Linked DNA regions of Callithrix jacchus: region 1 is linked to region 2. The links are chromatin contacts, called in public Hi-C maps. All regions are on one chromosome and are shown on one strand. Each heading gives the region's core, a stretch centred on a gene start, on an enhancer-like site or on the middle of the called end of the contact. The rest is flanking DNA. Distances are from core to core; before and after follow the strand shown.

The links. A called contact is a pair of places that touch in the nucleus more often than the background predicts.
Region 1: a contact with region 2 is called in a Hi-C map of induced pluripotent stem cells, with 3 times the contacts expected there. The contact joins the enhancer-like site here to the promoter of CPAP in region 2. A contact is called at or near these places in 3 of 3 Hi-C or Micro-C datasets (induced pluripotent stem cells and skeletal muscle).

The regions. Positions count from the first base shown.
Region 1 is chr5:144,348,657-144,351,356 of calJac240_pri, forward strand. No RefSeq gene overlaps it. Among named protein-coding and RNA genes, the nearest start is that of PABPC3, 21 kb to the left of the region's middle. Within about 2 kb of position 1,400, at least 3 of the 16 cell types and tissues checked have an H3K27ac peak or open chromatin away from gene starts, as enhancers often do.
Region 2 is chr5:144,266,121-144,268,820 of calJac240_pri, forward strand. CPAP (centrosome assembly and centriole elongation protein) reads right to left here and starts at 1,334. Exons shown (of 19, transcript XM_054256719.2): 1 at 1,207-1,334.

The DNA.
Region 1 (2,700 bases), core at 150-2,649, 83 kb after region 2:
CCCACCCCCAAAACACACACACTGCCCACTCTTCTACCTTGCAGCCAAGTGTGTGACTCCTTAGATGACACAGAAAGGATTTATTTAATAGGAGACTGAACATTTTGAACACGGGAATAACCTGGAAATGTGAATATTTATGAACGTTGAGTAGGCTGGATTAGCAAGATCAGAGACTGGAAGAAAGACCAGGTGGGTGTCTTCTCCTGTCTTTTCCTTCTAACTAGCATTCGGTCAGCCTGTGTAGAGGGCCTGCTACACCCTGCGGGTAATTCATGCATTGTCCCTGCCTCCCAGTTACCCCTCCTCTGATGCTGGCTTGCAAATGGGCTTTCTTCCATCATTTCACCCCCAAAACATGTATGAATTGACATTGTTACTTGCCAAACAGGAAATAACATAAAAGCATGAATTCTAGAGGAATTTTTTTGGAAATGAAAATACAGATTTCAGAAGCCATTGGGAAAGGAAGATTTACAGGACAAAATAACTAACAAAAATGCTAATATTCAAAACTTCTATTGGCACAAACCTAGATGACTGGGAGAATGAGAGTGCTTGTGTAGAGGAGTGAAAACAATTTTCTCCTCGACCCTTCATAGGTTCCTAGCTGGGTCTCCCTGTCAGACGTGTCTGAGCCAGAGCAACTCCATCTTGAGTGAGGGCTAGGAAAAATGAGGCTGGGCCTTGCTGGGCTGCATTCCTAGAAAGTTAGGGATTCTTAGCCTCCAGATGTTTACAGTTAAGGGAACAGGTTGATAACATTTACGAAACAGACCCAGACTTAGGAGTCTCCTGATATCCCAATAGCTTGAGAATAGGTGCATTCCTAATTTTGCTTTAAAGATAATAATATCGATTCTTGCAAAATAAATTAAGAAAATTAACCCTTTATCACAAACCCTGGTAGCAGAGTACATCTCCCCATGATCTTGTTTTTAATCCTGTATATAGATGAGCACTGTACCCAGGGAGGACGCGTTTCTCCTCTTACTTTCGAGAACACCCTGCTCTGTCTGTGGAGTAGCTATTCTTTCACCCCTTTACTTTCTTAATAAACTTACTTTTGCTTTGCACTGTGGACTTGCCCTAAATTCCTTCTTGCACAAGATCCAAGAACCCGCTCTTGGGGTCTGGATGGGACTCTTTTCTGGTAACAGCGCTATGTTGCCCAGACCGGCCTTGAACTCCTGGCCTCAAACAATCCTACAGATTCGACCTCTGAGTGCTAGGTCACAGGCATGAGCCACTGTGCCCAGCTGGAACAATCTTTATGAAGACGAATTAAAGCTGTGAGAGATGAAACCAGAAAAGAGGCAGCAGGAGTAATGGATTTTGTTGGAGAATGAGCCACAGAAACATGATCATAAGGCAAACCGTGGGGCCTAACCCTGCCTTCTCAGCCCTTGGGATGGGAGATGACACTAGAGAAGAGGAGACTGGTATGAAAATGCCAGGAGGGTGAATTCTGGCAAAAATGGGGGCATCTTCAGTTTTACTTGGCACCAAAAGGAAAATTCAATGCACATTCTTTCCTAAATGCCCAAAAGCCTAATGAGGTTTTGCTTTCTTTGTCTTCTCTTTCCAGAACTCTCGAGCCTCATTCTTAGCCACACCATGAGGTTTTAGAGGCCTAAGGTGTGAGGACACTGTGGTGCCACAAAAATAGACAAGCAGGTAATCATACGGGATGCAAATGGCATGTGCGCTGAAGTCAGAAGAGCCTTCTTCCATATTTTCATTGCAAAATCAGAACTTCGGTGAGTTTTTAAAAATGTTTGTACCTCTGTTTTGCTGATGACCCAACTAAGAGTCCCAACTGCCCCTGGGAATCCCAGCACAGCCTTGTAACCAAGCACTGCTTCTCAGTCTCTGTGAGAGCCTGGAGCTCTGTGCGCGGCTCTTTCTTGTTGTCCTGGGCTGGCCTTGTGCTTTCGTGACTGGGCCAGGCTCCTGGGCTCTGTGTCCGATGCAATCAGTGCCAGCTGAATGCCTGGACGTCCTCAGCATTCGGGATGAAACACTGGGCCGGGCCCTTGCATGTGACACTGTGGCTGTTTCAGATCAGCCGCAACGCCTGGCCCCAGTATTCTCCCCCATCCCCTCACACTCTGGACAGATTTTCCAGAGCCACTCTGTCCTTTCCTTTAGCAAAGAGCCTGCTCCTGCTCTCTCTAAGGCAGGGCCAAGCACAGCTCCTGTCCCCCAAGGGCATGTGCCTTTGCATTGCCTGAGGATGCTCCTCGGTCCCAAGTCCTCGGTGCTTTGCTTCTCGGGACAGTTTTCTGCTCTCAGGTGAGCACTCAGAGGAGCTCTTCCAGTGACACACTTCCAGGTCCACCTGAATCCTTTCAGGAAGGACCTTGTCCCTCTGAATGCTGGCGATCACATTTCCGCACAATTTAAGAAGTACACCTCGTAGAAAAACTTAGAAAGCTTTTCCAAAACCACCAGGCTTAGGCACCCTTCTGTCTTTGCTTCAAAGAAACAAAGATGGTATTTAAGCTCTTTGGGATCTACCCTAGAGAATTCCTCACTGTTCTGGGTCATCGCCCAGGTATTCAGGAGATACACATACTGTTAAACTTCTGTTTGTTTCTCTCTTGTTAATTTGCCTTTTGTTACAGGGAGATTCCCAAAGAGGAACCCGGGAGGGTGGAGGTTTATGGGAATGTCTAGATATATTTATAAATCATAAAA
Region 2 (2,700 bases), core at 84-2,583:
CAAGGCCTCCCGAGAACTGAGTTCAGAACGGTCACTTCTGCCACATTCTGTTTGGTAAAGAAACTCACAGAGCCGCCCAGATTCTAAGTGTGGGAAACAGACTCCACCTCCTGGTGGGAGGGGCTCCAGAGTCACATTTCCAGGGCCTGAATATGAGCAGGGGGAGAGAATTCAAGCCATTCTTGCATTCAACCCGCCACATTGACATGTTTTTATCATTAAAGTTTTTATCCTACAACTTTAATGATAAAACATCATGTCAAAATGTTATAAGTGTGACATGATGGGGAAGATACAATAATTTCTCCACTGTCAGCAAAATATCTCTACAGCCAGCTGCCTACCATACACACAAATAGACAGAGCCCACTTCCACCCATGACTGTTAGAGGAGCAAGTGTTTGACTTGCTCATTTTAATATAAATATTCTACTTTTCTCCCTTTGGTCTGTATTACATCTGAATCAAAGATGATATATAACATGCCTTGATGTAGAATGATTTGGGAGTTTTTCCTCCTTGTGATTTTTTCTTTTTTGAGGCAGAGTCTCACATTGTCATACAGGCTGGAGTGCAGTGGTGTGATCACAGCTCACTGAAGCCTCAACCTCCTGGACTCAAGCGATCCTCCTGCTTCAGCCTCCCAAGTAGCTGAGACTACAGGTTCCTACTACCACACCTGGCTACATTAAAAATATTTTTTTTGTAGAAATGGGGTCTTACTATGTTGGCCAAGGCTGGTCTCCTGCCCTCAAGCAATCCTCCTGCCTTGGCCTCCCAAAGTGCTGGGATTATAGGTGTCAGCTACTGTGTCTGGCCTATTAATCTTTTATATTCTGGCATGTATTATCATCTAAATTTCCATGTATATTTGTGGACTCAATAAAAGATATATATCTTAAAGCATGCTTTCTTTTACACAGATTAATGACTCTTGCACTCACCACAGTTTTGTAATAATACATATGATTCATACTTTGACTGAATGATAGAATTCCAATCTCTAAACACTTAAAGGAGGTTTTCCACTTCAAGTTTCACATAGAATCTTTACCTAGATTTAAAGGTGGGGCTGGACTCAGTGGCTCACGCCTGTAATCCCAGCACTTTGGGAGGCCAAGGCGGGTGGATCACGAGGTCAGGAGATCGAGATCATCCTGGTCACCATGGTGAAACCCCGTCTCTACTAAAAATACAAAAAATTACCTGGGCATGGTGGTGCGTGGCCGTATTCCCAGCTACTCAGGAGGCTGAGGCGGAAGAATTGCCTGAACCCAGAAGGCGGAGGTTGCAGTGAGCCGAGATCGTGCCATTGCACTCCAGCCTGGGTAAAAGGAGCAAAACTCCGTCTCAAAAAATAATAATAATAAAATAAAAAATAAAATAAAATAAAAGTGAATACTGAATTTTAATACTAACAACAAATTAAAATGTCACACCACATTTGTATCACTAATGTTCTCACAATGATTAGATACAGTGGTAACCTATGCAAGGAGATGACCATTGATCAGATGCAGGTTCAGGAGTGACATAAATAAGGTTGCAGCAGGCTTCCAGAGAGGAAGCACAGGCAGACAGCAGGGTTTCAGCTGAACGTGAGGCCAAAGCTGAGCTCTGGGTGTCTCTGTGATCCCAAGTGACACTTAGAAGATGAAATAAGCCAACGTATGTAGAGAACATGGGGCACACAGATGGCAGGTCTTCTTTTTCACTATTTTTTCCTTTGGTCAGAATTTGTTATAATGCTGCATTTTTTTTTTTGAGACAGAGTCTCACTCTATTGCCCAGGCTGGAGTCCAGTGGGGCGATCTCAACTCGCGGTAACCTCTGCCTCCCAGGTTCAAGCAATCCTCCTGCCTCAGCCTCCCAAGTAGCTGAGATTACAGGCATGCACCACAATGTTCAGCTAATTTTTGTATTTTAAGTAGAGACAGGATTTCACTATGTTGGCCAGGCTGGTCTCAAACTCTTGAGCTCAAGTGATCCACCTGCCTCGGCCTCTCCAAGTGCTGGGATTACAGGCGTGAGGCACTGTGCCCGGCCCTGCATTGTGTTTTGACCCTCAGTGAAACTTAGCAGCAAAGCTTCTTGAGTCGAAGCACAGATGAGGTTAAGGAAAGGGAATATCTGTGCGAAAAGGATCCTGGTCCCTGGGAGAGTCACGCTTGACGTTGTGTAGAAGCTGCTGTCTCCATGCCTTGTTGCTTCAGTTACCCAAAAACCTCCATGTTTCTCACTGTTGAGACAGTCACTGCCACCGCATGGCGGCAATTATTTCACCTCTTCAAGAGTAGGTTGCAAATGCCGTTAAACCCAGGGCAGGCAAAGTATATGGAATCTATAGATAGAATCTGTAGAATCGTTTATGATGATTTTTAAAAACCAAAAAGATAACTGATAATTTTGGATGTAAACTTTATACTCATGATAGCCCCCTCCAGGTCTAGAATAATTAGAACTCTAAATAAATCATTTGTTTCCACAGATAGGTTCCATCTCAGGAGCAAATCACAAAATGACTACATAGAGAGATATGTATTATTTTGGCTACTGAAAAGCTATTCATTTCCAGATATATTTCTATTTGTGTACTATAATAATTTATCACTTTCATATTTGTGTTTCAGATTAGTTTAAATCGCATGGCTGCACATGTTTTCAATACATTAGTGCCTCATTCTTCATTCACTCATTCAA